Linked DNA regions of Mus musculus: regions 2, 3, 4 and 5 are each linked to region 1. Evidence: chromatin contacts called from public ChIA-PET, HiChIP or PLAC-seq and promoter capture Hi-C data. All regions are on one chromosome and are shown on one strand. The core of a region is the stretch at or near the end of the contact, and the rest is flanking DNA. Distances in the headings are between cores, read along the strand shown. Region 1 holds the start of Fos (FBJ osteosarcoma oncogene). Region 2 holds the start of Eif2b2 (eukaryotic translation initiation factor 2B, subunit 2 beta). Region 3 overlaps Batf (basic leucine zipper transcription factor, ATF-like). Region 4 holds the start of Zc2hc1c (zinc finger, C2HC-type containing 1C). Region 5 overlaps Jdp2 (Jun dimerization protein 2).

Region 1 (2,546 bases), core at 29-2,528:
CTGCCGATGCTCTGCGCTCTGCCTCCTGACACGGTCTTCACCATTCCCGCTCTGGCGTAAGCCCCAGCAGACTGGGTGGGGAGTCCGTAAGGATGGGGCGCTCTGGTCTGCGATGGGGCCACGGAGGAGACCAGAGTGGGCTGCACCAGCCACTGCAGGTCTGGGCTGGTGGAGATGGCTGTCACCGTGGGGATAAAGTTGGCACTAGAGACGGACAGATCTGCGCAAAAGTCCTGAAACAAAACAAAAAGAGGAAAGCGGAGGTGAGCGAGGAGGTTCCAGACACAGGTGGAGCAAGTGGCCCTAGTGTCGCATGAAGCAGGGAGAGAGAAGCATTCCGGTCAGAGACTGCTTATGTCTTCCTGTATGCACCTCATCGGAGATAAAAGCTCTCCCAATATCCTCCCTTGAATTCCGCAGCGCAGCCTTTCTCCTCCATCCTACTGCTGCGTTCCCGTTATCCCTTCGGCATCACTCGCTCGAAAGGGGGTTTGTTATAAATATCCCTGACGTCTGCGCTGACGCAGGCGCTGCTCCGGAGTCTCCAGAATGAACTCGCTTTTTATCAATGAAACTGCCTTACACACCCGCCCGCAGCACCCTCCTCCCTCCTCCCTCCTCCCTGCTCCAGGCTGCCCCGGGAGGGGGGATTGCCGCGGTTTGCCGCCTCCCAAACTCTAGTTAGCGACTCTTTGCTCGAGACTTGTTGGCCCCGGCTGATCTCAGAAACAAGTCGGCCGAGAGAAGAATGCAGGCAGGCCACTCAGAATAAACCTGCCGCGCGGGAAGGGGTCACTAAGTCTTACTATGACAAGTGTGCACGCGCTCAGACAAGTCCTGGGTTCCCAGGCTAAGGCTGCTCTGACCGCGCCAGTCTCCCTCCAGAGCGAAAAAGGAAGACCCCCCCGCCCCTGCGAGTCACACCCCAGTGTCTCCTCCACGGCGACCCTCAGCGCGGACCTGGCGGCTACACAAAGCCAAACTCACCTGTGTGTTGACAGGAGAGCCCATGCTGGAGAAGGAGTCGGCTGGGGAATGGTAGTAGGAAAGGCTGTCCCCGGCCGGGGAGGCGCTACTGCAGCGGGAGGATGACGCCTCGTAGTCGGCGTTGAAACCCGAGAACATCATGGTCGAAGTTTGGGGAAAGCCCGGCAAGGGGTCCAGGGGTAGACACTGGTGGGAGCTGCAGAGCAGAGCTGGGTGGGAGCGCGGTCACTGCTCGTTCGCGGAACCGCCGGCTCTATCCAGTCTTCTCAGTTGCTCGCTGCAGTCGCGGTTGGAGTAGTAGGCGCCTCAGCTGGCGCCTTTATAGAAGCGCTGTGAATGGATGGACTTCCTACGTCACTGGGCGGAACTGGAAGGGGGGGGAAGCGCGCCCCAAGGCCCTCTGCGGGCGCTCTGTCGTCAACTCTACGCCCCAGGCTTTCAACCCCCGTCTTGGCATACATCTTTCACCTATGAGTGTTCACATTTGGGATCTTAGGGGGTCTCCTAGACCTTCCGCGTGTAGGATTTCGGAGATGGTCCCCCCCCCAGAACAACAGGGACCGGCCGTGGAAACCTGCTGACGCAGATGTCCTAATATGGACATCCTGTGTAAAGGAGGGAGGGATTGACGGGAACAGCTCGCCGGCTGCAGCCAACTCTGAGGGTGCAGCGCAGGGGGGGAACCGGGGCCGCGGCCGGGGGAGGGGAGGCGGGAAAGGCAGAGAAGGCGAGCGAACATTCGCACCTGATTCAATGTGGACCCGGTTCCCAGGGTCAAGGGATGAGACCCGGGTCATTGTCCAGCAATCTGGAACTTTTTTTTTTTTTTTGAGTCTCTGGTATTAGGAGAAGCAAGTACGCAGCCTTAAAGGCTCGAAGCCTCTGTTCCTAAAGGAAAGCTTGCCCACATCAGCCCCCCATCCCAAATCAGTGCAGAGAAGAAAAAGGGGGGGTCAGCTTCTCAGCCCCTCTCTCCAGCTCCTTGCCTGGAGAAACTTTAGGACTGAGGTTGGAAGCAGCAAGTGAAGGATTGTAAATAAGTGTACAATAACCTGATTTAACTACAGTACTGGGTTCATTCATAAATTCGTGTTTTAAAGGACGGCAGCACCTACTCCCCGACCCTTAGCCACTTAGAGCTATCAAGGCGACAGTCCCCGTTGACACTGACGGATAAACATTGTGCAAAACCACCCTACAAGTATGCCTGAAGGGGTCGTATGTTTAGTTTTGAGCTGAGACCAGAGGGCGAGTCGGGGCAGGGGGGGAGCTCAGAATTACAAAGTGAGGTGAGCTCGGGGGGGGGGGGGGAGGAGAAAGCAAGTCGGTGCTGGGGAGATGGGGGTCTGAATACGTGCAGCCTGGAAACTGCGCTTACAAGGAACCCGCCTGCAGCGGGTGATTTTCCAGATCGGACTTGGGAAGGGGGGTGGGGGCGCAGAGGGGACGGGAAGAAAGGTTCCCAGCTGTGCCGAGATTTTGGCGTCTGGGACCTGAGAACAGCTTTGAGTCTTGGAAGATGGAACTTTGAAGAGGTCAGGTGCTTCAGTGTAGAACAA
Region 2 (2,546 bases), core at 14-2,513, 250 kb after region 1:
CCCTGGAACCCACATAAAGGGGGATGCGCAAATTCTACAAAGTTGCCCTGTGACCCACACACACACACACACATACACACACCACTAATAGTAAACATTTTTTGAAGTCAAGATGAAGTTTAGTGAAAAAGAAACTTCCAAATGCGGCTTTGGGGAACTCGTTTTCTGTTTTTTGCAGCACTGGGAATGAAACCCAGAGCCTCAAGTAAGGCACTCTTCCACTGAGCTACATCCCCAGCAAGTTCATTTGCTATAAAATAAAATAAAATAAAATAACTTCCCCTAAAAGAAATCTCTCGCTTAATATACTGTTAAAGAGCAGGTCTGTCTTGAAAGATGCAGTTACTATAAGCTTGGTGTTTTCCATCCACTCCTACCAAATGGGTGTTCAAACCAGAAGACTGGTGATCTCGCCTATCCCTGTCAATGCACAATTTCTAGGGGACTGTTTCACTTGCCTGCGACCTAACTTGTCCACTTAGTGATCAGATCTCTTACCCAGTTCCACCAGCAGCTCATTAATCGCCTCAATGATGTTGGCCTTAAGTGGGGCAAAATGGAAGCTGAAATCCTCGCTCAGGCCTCCGGATGTCAAGAGTTTGTGCAGGGACTCCTGCTGATCGCTCTCGTCACTGCGCCCGTGCAGTCTATGGAGGCAACAAGACCCAAAGAGTGATCACTGGGGCAACGGGAGCAGCTCAGCCACAACAGAGGCTTCAAGCTGATAGGTGGCACGGTTTAACAACCAAAAGCCAGCACCCCTTGGTCCCACCAGGAGCCCACCCAAGCTGTGAGTTTGACCTGCCATACTCCTCCCGGATGATCTTGAGGACTCTCCGCACCATATTTCCCACGGTGGTCTCGGAGGGCTGCGCAGCCGTCATCCTCCTGCCCTCTCTGCGGATCAAATCCATAAGGTCCCCTGAAACCCAAGAGAGACCGAGTGAACGGGGCAGGCGCGCGGTGAAAGTGAATATCAGCTTCAGGAATAGAACAAGAACGAGGATGAGTTGCCGCACCCGCGTTGTTCCAGTGGTGGTCCGTGATAAGCCGGCGCAGCAGCCCCAGGGTCTCCCGAGCCATGTCCTCCGAGCTGCGCTGCCCGCCACCTCGCTTCAGAGTCTCCACGAAGCCTTCGATCCTCTCGGACAACTCCGAGCCCTTCGCCGCGGCACCCGGCATTTCCAACACCGTCCCGGGACTCACTTACAGAAGCCTCAATTGCCAAAGCACTGTTTCACTTCCGGGCCGAGAGAGGTCAACTTCCGCTCGGTGAAACATAATTGAGTTCGTGGAGTTGTAAGCCCGCCCCTCCCTCTGCTGAGGCCAATCAGAAACGTGTTAGGGCGGAGCTGGGCGCACCGCCGGGAAGTGACGGCTGGAAGGGTCCCCTTGGGAGTCTGCGCGCCGAGCCGGGAGGCCCGGAGGACGCTGGCCAGTCTGGTTGCTATGGGAACAGCGAGCGGCTCTCCCGCCCTGCGACCAGCAGAAGTGGCTTTCCTCCTTCCTGGCTCCATCGCTGCCTGATGCTTGGCAGACGCCTCCATGAGTGCGAGTCCAGGGCTCGAGACGCCCAGAAAAGTGCTGCTGCAACGCGGGTTGAACATGTTCACCTTTTCCAATGGGTTCCATTCCCCACCGACTTTATCTTTCTTTTCCCCGCTCGGTGCAAGGAATTGAACGTAGGATCTCACAGGTGCTAGGCAAGTGGTACCACCATTCCTATTCCTAGCTCTTACGTTGTTGTTTGCTTTTTTATATCCTCGGCCTCGAAAGCCCTAAGGAATGTCACTAATGAAAGAGATTCAAAGTAGAAGCTAGCCGGGCTGTGGTGGCGCACGCCTTTGATCCCAGCACTTGGGAGGCAGAGGCAGGTGGATTTCTAAGTTTGAGGCCAGACTGGTCTACGAAGTTAGTTCCAGGACAGCCAGGGCTATTCAGAGAAACCCTGTCTCGAAATAACAAACAAACAAAGTAGAAGCTAATAGGACACCAAGAATGCTGTCCTGCAATTTGGAGGCCGGCGAGTACATGCAATGTAATAAGTCCTTCCATTGACCCGACACTTACTAGGTATTGAGTGCTGTAAGTTCTTACTGTCATACAGCTACATGAGGTAGGTTCTCCTCCCCCGGCTTTACAAACTGAGAAAGAGATTCACGGTATTGAAGCAGTTAGGGAGGTAAAAAGGCTGTGCTTATCCTGGGTCCCCTGAACCCAAACGGAATTAGAATCTCTTATTTATTTAAGATAAACGTCTTGGGCTGGCGAGATGGCTCAGCCATTAAAGGCTAGGCTCACAACCAAAAATATAAGATAAATGTCTCAAAAGTGAATCTTCCAGACTTTTAAGACTTTCCTTACAGCTGATAAATTGTCTTCAGAGGGATTAGATCGGTATCAAAATCATATAAAGATAGTACAGGAAAACTGTACCTGTCATTAGCAAAACAAAAAGAAAAACCTAATAAATTACTAGAAAAATAGAATGCAGCAGTACATTAAAAAGTAAATATTTGCAATCTCTAAATAGCATATTGTTTAAT
Region 3 (2,546 bases), core at 35-2,534, 230 kb before region 1:
TGGGGGCCTCCCCCAAGTCCCCTGAGAGGCAAAGGAACCTCATTTCAGGCCAGAAGCTTGCAGGCAGCTCTTCTGCAGATCTGGGATTTGGGAAGAAATTTGGACTCTGGAATCTGGGCTTTTCTTTTCCATGTGTGTGCACACATGTATGGGTGCAGGTGCACGCATGTGTGACACGCACATGGAGGTCAGAAGAACTCCCACGGGCACCGTCCACATTTTGTTTGAGAGAGGATGTCTCATTACCTGGAACTGCCAGTGGCCCTCGGGCTTTCAGGGATCTGCCTCCAATCTCGCCATCGCCCACATTCCAGCCACGTGCTCCCCCCGCCCCACTTTTTATATGGGTGCTTGAGAACACAATTCAGGTCCTCCGTTAGCACTTTACCAACGGAGCCAACACCTCAGTTCTGGAAATCTGAGCTTTTAACAGGTGTCTTAGGTCGTTTTAACGCCCGGGCAAGTTTAAAAACCCTATTAAATATGATACAAATAATTAAAGCCTGCTTTAATTATTTAAGCATGTATTAAATGCCCGTTTAAGCTCCAAGTGAACTTAAGTGTTTGTGGACTGACTGGCTGATAACATCAATTGTTGGCATGAGAATGTTGACTCAAAAGTATAGTGGTTAGCAGATGTACGATAACTTGACATTTAAAATTAACCCTAAATGATCCAGCAGGAGTGAGCTGCAGGCTAAGGAGAGATGGGATTTATCAGCTATACTGCCAATCACGGAAACTCAGTACAGTCGGGGTTTCTCTTTTAAGTTGTGGAGGAGCAGAGGACCCTGACATTGCTCATCAAGACAGCTTCCATTTCTTTTGAAGGTCATATGGGAAGGCGCTGAGCCTCAGCGACACTTTGAATGCTCTCTGAGCTAACCAGGGCCCCTAGTCTGGTGCAAAGGAAACCCCCATCTCAAGCGGGCTGAGGGAAGCCGACAACTGGATGCTCAATCCCTGGCTGCTGCTGTTCCTGCAGGCTGAGGCCAGCTGGGCATTTCGCTGGTTTTTGTTTTCTGGCACATCCCAGAGGGAGGTCAGCCTTTTACCAGGAAGGCAGCGCCCCGTTACTGAAAGGTGGGCGAAATGAACCTGGTGGAGCGGTATGCTAAGACGGGAACTGGGGCCCTGAGTCCTGGCCCTTTCCTCGCCCCCTCTGAGAGTTTCCACTGGTTACACCATTTACTGTAAGTTCCGTGCTCCGAAGAGCCTGGGCAAACCCCAAGGCAGCAAGGAGGGACGGACTGGGTGGGCGGGCTCCGATCGTCTCCCCGCCTAGAGGCCGGCCTAGTTTTCGGGAAGTGACTGCAGGGCAAGTCACTAGCAGGCGCTCTGCGGAGCTCCCGCTGGCCTTCTCCTGTCACCTCCTGGGCCTACAGATGCCAAAGCCCACGCTGGGGTAGACCTGACTAACCACTGCCTGCTGCCTCTCACCATGAGGCAAAGTGTGTCTTTACCTCTTAAAGCCAGACGGCTGCTTGCAAGAGGAATGTCTGTAAGCTCGGAGCCTTGCAGACACTGGCCACTCCCTAGAGAAAGAATGACTTGTAGGAGGAAGTGGCTGCTTTGGGCCCCATCCCTCTAAGCTGTAGAGGGCAGCAGGGCCTCTGGAGAGGACTCATCTAGCTAAAGGGACAGTTGGGGTCAGCTGTTTATCCACAAAGACAATGACTATACCCCTACCCAACTTCCGGGTGTGAGAAGGGACGGAACTCAGTGAGGGAGAGGGGTGAGGGTGTGTGTGTGAAGGAAATGTCCTTCTACTAGGCAGTGTGGAGATCAAGCGAGCCTGCCTCCCTCCCTGCTCCACCTTAGCCTGCTCTCTTCACCTTTCAGAATGTGGTTAGGCCCATCAGGGTTCTCACAACGGCTGCTGCAGTCAGTATAGCCATCCTACCAAGGAAACCAATTGAGACCTGGAGCAAAACCATACTGCCTGGGTCCCTAAAAACAGGCTGGTGGCAGCAGTTATGAGAGGTGCTGTGGTCCTCATGTGTGTCTCCTCAGAAGCACAAAAACTTCAAATGCTGGATCCAAAGACCCATAGCCAGGAAGATCTGGGCTCCCACTGGATTCCTCCTTTCTGCCTCTCCTGTATTGAGGGTCTGACTATAGGAGCAACGAGAAGTCCTCAGCCCCCTGTGCCCCCAGTGCCCTCCCAAGGGATAGCAGCACAACATCACATAATACCACGGGCTGAGTTGGCCACGCCCCTGAAGCCACAGAATCGCCCACTTCCATCTGCCACCCTGGAAGAGCACTCCATTGAAGCGTCATCTTTCAACATGAGCCAGCCCTGGCTCCATGACCATGGTGATCATTGGTGGTCTTGGCTGCGTGGCCCCAGGAGGACTCTCTTTTCCTATTGGATGCCAGCTGCTTCGCCTGAAGGCAAGATGACTAGTCCAAAAAGATCCTCAGCTGGAGCCTGCTATTCCTGACATTGGGTCCTCCAGGGAGGACTAGTATTGTTGGTGACAGGTTCTAACTAACTAGATCTGGGTTAACCTTGCCATTTGGTGGTTATAGGCTACACGGGG
Region 4 (2,546 bases), core at 26-2,525, 190 kb after region 1:
TGTTCCCTGAGCCTTGCTGCCTGATTCCTGCACTGTGGGGACAGGAGTGCCTCCGGGCTTTTGTGCAGACGTTCCTTTTGGGGCGGGTGGAGACCTCGTCCTCCTGCTCCATTTCTGTGTTGCTCCAAAGCTTCGACTGGAAACTATTCCTCAAATGTCCCATCGAGGGCCGCTGGGAAGAGTCACTTTGTTCGTAAGGGTCGTGCTTAGCTGAGTGGAGTCCAGGAGCTTCTGTTTTATTATGTGGGAACATAACGCCCACAGGCAGATGTGGAGCCAACTGGAGACCAGCCATTCAGTGCCTGGACCGAAGCCTAGGGGAGATTTAAAGCAGATACATGTGAAGAATTTGTCTGAGGTTCACTCCCGGCTGCTAGAGTAAACTGTTTGTCCATTTGCCCTACCCACATTCCCTTTAAACGTTTCTCGGGACTGTGGTGTTGGCTCTGCCAGGACATTCTTTCAATAAGCATTTAGGGAGTGATGGTTATGTGCCAGGCCAGACATTGCTAAGCCCCGAGGACCAAAGAATGGACGTGACACAGGTGTTCTGCCACTGACTTTCCTCCAGGCCTGTAGATGACCTGCTCTACACCATTTATGGAATGGGTGGGAAAAGCTTTAGATAGAAGGTCGTCCGTGACACAAAACAGGCAACCTGCTCTTACCAGCCCCGGGTTCTTGTAAATTGCAGAGGCCGCTCTGAGTCCAGTCCCACGGTTTTACGGGGTGAGAACAGTGGCCTGGCGACAGGGCCTGGCCCAAAGCACTCCCTGGACTTTCCCCTTGCTACAAACTACAAAGAGCACGAGCCACCCGGGCCTGAAGCAGGTGCCCGGCTGTCAAGCCCTCATGCAAAGATGCTCTATGGCTCAAACCGCACCAGGCTTGTAAAGAGAGTGTGTTGGGAGAGGGGGTGACAGACACCTGAGCGCCCCAGCCCGCTTTGGATCCGGAACTCCAGAGTCATGTTCTGTCCCAGAGGGTCAAACGGGAGTCCTTACTGGGACCCGGCCTCTAGGGATAAACTCTCACTCTCCAACCCCTCGGGAGGTCTCAGTATCTCCCCTTTCGGCGTACCTGAGGCGCTCGGGGGCCGCTCCAGCTCAGGGAAAATCCCCAAGACCTAGTTTTCCACACCTGACTAAACCCAACCGCCGTCCACGCAGGCGCTCTCTGTCCACCTCTGTTATCCCGTTGCCTGGAGACCAGAGCACCGCCTCTGGTTGAGAACTTTTAGCTCCAGATGTGCGCAGGCGCAGTCCACAAGCAATCCGAAAGCCGCCGGGGCAGATTGGGTTGGAGGGACGGAGGGAGGTGGTGGAGGGAGTGCGGGGAGGTGGGGAGGGAGGTGGGGAGGGAGGTGGGGAGGGGAGGAGGGAAGGGAGGTGGAGTACGGGTGCAGTCGGGTCACTTGTCGAGGTGCAGCCAACTCCGCAGCTCAGATCAGCGTTTCCCTTGGGGAGGGGTTGGAGAGGTTTTTCTGGGGCTACATCAAAGAAGAACTTGGATTTCTCCGAGAATGAAGCTCCCAGACCTTAGGGTGTGCCCTTGTCTGGAGAAGGGTGGAGCCCCTAGATGGGCTGCGGAATCATCCCGCCCCAGGATTCGGGAGTCTGTCCAGCTAGCGGGAGTGGGACTGCTGATCACCCTTCTGAGTGCGCTCGGCTACTGCGCTCAGGCCCCAGGTAGGGCTATGTAAGAGCTCCAGGCTACATGCTCCGGGCTGTCTTCCCTCGCAATGCTTTGGCGCTTGCTATTATATTAGCTTTACTATTATTTCACTACGTGTTATAGTCCCAGGGTAGTTTCTATGGCCAATCTAATCATTTTGCTATTATAACGTTTCACTCTCACGTGACCGTTACTACTTAGGGCCCAGGAATGACTCAGCCAAAAGTAACAATAATAAAGTTAACAACCAGATCAACAGTAATGAACATAACTTGATTTCAACATTAAATGGTCCTCTGTAACTTTTTGACAACAGAAGAGAGTTTATTTGTCTTCTTCGTGCTTCAGTTCATTTGGATAAGCTGTTTTGGAACAGATAGCTCCGTTTTTCTTGTAACTACACAGAAGATTCGAGCACGTGGGAAATAAAGTAGACAGCAGTCTCGTTAATACAACAGATCAGATGTCAGCTTTTATGCGCTACAAAAAAAAATTCCTTGGTGGACTCTCTAGGGCAGATTGTCAGTCATTCTTTTCATTCCCAGTTGGCTCTTCGGCCTTCTCCACATTGCAGAGGTTTCCCACGGACTAGGACCCTGCCTCAGTCAGCTTCTATGGGTTTTCCCATACATCTTTTCTAACTCGTTTCCATACTCTCCCCCTGAATCTCTAGTGTTCAAGTATACATAACTTCCTTGTGCAAGAAAAGTTCCCCTTCCCATCCCTGGGTCTGTCTCTCTCTGTGTTAGGATCCCACTGGAGTCTCTTCTGTTTTGTTTTGTTTGCTGTTTGTTTTGAGACAGGCTCCCTATTTAGTCTATGGTTAGCACTAGTTAGTCCTCCTGCCTACTTAATCCTCTTGTCTCAGATTC
Region 5 (2,546 bases), core at 27-2,526, 150 kb before region 1:
GTTCAACCAAATGCAAACCTGAAATCACCTTAATCCCACCCCACCCCACCCGGCAGCCCATTTAACAGTCTGCAGGGATCCTGCCTGTAAGCACCAGAGGATCAGATGACCATCACCACAGCCTCTCCCAATCAGACCCTCCCAGCTGAGCCCTTCACCACCGCAAAGGCTCCCGGGAGGCCTCCCCTGGCTAAAATGTCAGTCATCTCTGCTTTCAGCCCTCCACAGCCTCCATTACCTATAGCACAGACCTTTGTCTGTTACAGGGCCCAGTGGGAGAAGGAAACCGTCTCTGACCGGCTCTTCCATAGCCTGTCTTCTTTTGACCTTTGACTTCAGCAACTGGGGCCTCCTGTCTCATCATCAGAGCACAGTGCTCTTCCCTGTCCCCAGGTTCTCCGAGTGCTGTCCCTTCTGCTGGGACTCCTTGCTCTACATTTCACTGCCACCTCAATGGAGAGTGCCTTTCTTCTTATCATCTTCCTGTCTGTTTCCTTCCAGGGGCTTTTGATGACTTGTGCTCACCTCTCTCACGTATGCTTCTGTCTCTGGTCACTTTTCCCTGAGGTTATCAATCTATTGATAGTTACTCTACCTACATAAATATCTTACCCTCTCTCTACTGCCTTCACCCAGATGAACACCCTGTGGAAGGAAAGGGCCTTCAATGTATATTCATGAATTAAATCAAGAATAGTTACTTCTTGCCAGTCGTTGATGGCACACACTTTTAATCCCAACACTCGGGAGGCAGAGGCAGGAGGATCTCTGTGAGTTCAAGGCCAGCCTGGTCTACAGAGTAAGTTCCAGAACAGCCAGGGCTACACAGTGTGATCTTGTCTCAAACAACAAACAAACAAACAAACAATATTTACTTCTCCATCTTTGGGGTTCTCTAGCACAGCTCTCTACCACCTCTCCCTTTATAGACAAAGCTGTTGGTATGATCGGTGACAGTTCAGGGTTCAAATCTAGATCTTTTGCCCCTGGGGCCCAAACATTTATGCTCTATGGAAAGGCTTATGGTCTACATGTGTCACACACACACAGTCTTTTCAGCCATGTCCTCTCACAATGGGAACATGTAGTCACAACCGAAGCTTCTACTTCTGACAGCAATGTTCGTTCTGCTTTCTCCTCTTTGGGTCTTTTTAAATTAAAAAAAAAAAAACCCAAAAACCAAAAAAACCACTGCCCGTACAGTGAAGAGGAAAGGGTAACAGCTGCAGAGCTGCAGAGCTAATGGAAGGGCCCCTCCCGCTCTCTTCAGCTTAGTCTTCACCTTTGATCATGTTCCTCGGGCCACACACTTTGCCTCGGTGGCCACATGAGACTGACGTGTGACATCTGACATTTCCAAAGCAGTTTCAAAATTATGTCTCTTGAAGGCTGGGGCTATGACTCAGTGACAGTGTTTGCCTATGGTGCAGAAGGGCCCCAGCTTCACCCTCAGCACTGCATGAACTGGTCGTGGTGGTGCACACCTGTAAAGTGGAGGCAGGGGGATCAGAAATTCAGTCATCGCTGGCTACAGTATCTAGGCCAAGGTCAGCTTAGGCTACGTGAGACTCTCTCTCTCTCTCTCTCTCTCTTTTTTTTTTTGAGAACAAGAAAGAAAACAGCACGTTTAACCCAAGGTGCAGGAAATACACTGACTCTCTCACAGAAGGTAACATGGATAAAGCAGTAAAGGAACATTAAGAGCAGGCAGGCAGGGGCACAGTGAAAAGCAGAAGCTAACAGTATTGCTAGAATCTGAAGGGTCTTAGGACGGTAGCACACACAGAGAGAGCCAGGCCTGGGCATGTGGGCATGGCACAAGCTGTACCATTCTTCAGGGTCGGAGATCAGATGCTCTGTTAGAAAGGCTGTGGGCTTCTGGGCGAGTCACGTGGCCTCTCTGAATCTTGACTCCTCAGTGCACAGGGATGGCACAGAGTGGGTTTGGAAGGACACAGCTCCATCCAGCCCAGAGCCTGGAGCTTAGGAAAGGCTCTGCAAGCATCTTTTTTTTGCATGTGACAAGGTAACTAAGACACCGTACATGCTCTAGAGGCACATTCAATCTTCCTCCTTGGCATGGAAAAGAGAGAGAGGGGTGCAGTGTTGGGGGAAGAGCCTTGCTGGGCTCTGGGCCTAGAGCCACTAGCCAGGCCCACAAGACTCCCCTCCAACACAGAGAAGCCACATTTCAACACCAGGGACCGTGAGCACCCTGGAAAGTAAACACCCAAATGACAAACATACCAGACATTCCCCACATAAACCGGCTGCACTGAGCCAGGGGTTCCCCTGCTCCCTACCAACAAAGTAGGATAGTCCAGAGGTGAAACTTTGGCCAGCCCAGGCCAGCTAGGCTGGGCCGACCACCTCTCCTGCAGGGATGAGGAAATCCCAGGGTCTCCCTAAAGCCTTCCAGGGCCAAGCCTCTGGCCCTCCAAAGCACTTCCAAAGGTTGAGTACTGAAAACTACCTGCCCTTGGCCACCTTTCTTCCCTAGCCAAGTCCATCTAGTGCAAGTGGCTAAGGGCTGAATCTCTGTTGCT

The links. ChIA-PET counts read pairs in DNA pulled down with a chosen protein or histone mark. HiChIP or PLAC-seq counts read pairs in DNA pulled down with a chosen protein or histone mark. Capture Hi-C pulls out chosen DNA fragments and counts their contacts.
Region 2: a contact with region 1 is called in a promoter capture Hi-C map of pancreatic islet. The contact joins the promoter of Eif2b2 here to the promoter of Fos in region 1. A contact is called at or near these places in 1 of 39 promoter capture datasets (cranial neural crest), 5 of 484 Hi-C or Micro-C datasets (B cells, CD4 T cells, embryonic stem cells and 2 more), 8 of 115 datasets of contacts at active chromatin or transcription factors (astrocytes, effector CD8 T cells, embryonic stem cells and 5 more) and 3 of 9 other capture datasets (adipose tissue, liver and pancreatic islet).
Region 3: a contact with region 1 is called in an RNA polymerase II ChIA-PET map of effector CD8 T cells, with 18 read pairs. The contact joins the enhancer-like site here to the promoter of Fos in region 1. A contact is called at or near these places in 1 of 39 promoter capture datasets (embryonic stem cells), 1 of 484 Hi-C or Micro-C datasets (regulatory T cells), 11 of 115 datasets of contacts at active chromatin or transcription factors (CD8 T cells, the SCID.adh cell line, bone marrow-derived macrophages and 7 more) and 3 of 9 other capture datasets (adipose tissue, liver and pancreatic islet).
Region 4: a contact with region 1 is called in an H3K27ac HiChIP or PLAC-seq map of trophoblast stem cells, with 16 read pairs. The contact joins the promoter of Zc2hc1c here to the promoter of Fos in region 1. A contact is called at or near these places in 2 of 39 promoter capture datasets (cranial neural crest and embryonic stem cells), 11 of 484 Hi-C or Micro-C datasets (Sertoli cells, differentiating embryonic stem cells, embryonic stem cells and 3 more), 14 of 115 datasets of contacts at active chromatin or transcription factors (the SCID.adh cell line, bone marrow-derived macrophages, effector CD8 T cells and 6 more) and 4 of 9 other capture datasets (adipose tissue, embryonic stem cells, liver and 1 more).
Region 5: an RNA polymerase II ChIA-PET map of effector CD8 T cells shows a contact between it and region 1, with 17 read pairs. The contact joins the enhancer-like site here to the promoter of Fos in region 1. A contact is called at or near these places in 1 of 15 datasets of contacts at CTCF or cohesin (the NIH/3T3 cell line), 6 of 115 datasets of contacts at active chromatin or transcription factors (CD8 T cells, effector CD8 T cells, embryonic forebrain and 1 more) and 1 of 9 other capture datasets (adipose tissue).

What each region holds. Positions count from the first base shown.
Region 1 is chr12:85,472,622-85,475,167 of GRCm38.p6, reverse strand. Fos (FBJ osteosarcoma oncogene) reads right to left here and starts at 1,278. Exons shown (of 4, transcript NM_010234.3): 1 at 988-1,278; 2 at 1-233. The coding sequence starts at 1,128.
Region 2 is chr12:85,218,198-85,220,743 of GRCm38.p6, reverse strand. It overlaps Eif2b2 (eukaryotic translation initiation factor 2B, subunit 2 beta), which reads right to left and starts at 1,263. Exons shown (of 8, transcript NM_145445.4): 1 at 1,020-1,263; 2 at 802-922; 3 at 499-647. The coding sequence starts at 1,182.
Region 3 is chr12:85,704,424-85,706,969 of GRCm38.p6, reverse strand. All of the region lies in intron 2 of Batf (basic leucine zipper transcription factor, ATF-like), which reads right to left. Among named protein-coding and RNA genes, the nearest start is that of Batf, 19 kb to the right of the region's middle. Within about 2 kb of position 1,284, at least 326 of the 459 cell types and tissues checked have an H3K27ac peak or open chromatin away from gene starts, as enhancers often do. A contact at or near this core is called in CD8 T cells, the SCID.adh cell line, adipose tissue and 7 more, where this site is marked.
Region 4 is chr12:85,287,320-85,289,865 of GRCm38.p6, reverse strand. Zc2hc1c (zinc finger, C2HC-type containing 1C) reads right to left here and starts at 1,275. Exons shown (of 3, transcript NM_172414.4): 1 at 1,081-1,275; 2 at 1-314. The coding sequence starts at 295. It also overlaps a transcript of Acyp1 not described here.
Region 5 is chr12:85,623,606-85,626,151 of GRCm38.p6, reverse strand. The region is part of intron 2 of Jdp2 (Jun dimerization protein 2); the gene reads right to left. Among named protein-coding and RNA genes, the nearest start is that of Jdp2, 25 kb to the right of the region's middle. Within about 2 kb of position 1,276, at least 91 of the 459 cell types and tissues checked have an H3K27ac peak or open chromatin away from gene starts, as enhancers often do. A contact at or near this core is called in CD8 T cells and effector CD8 T cells, where this site is marked.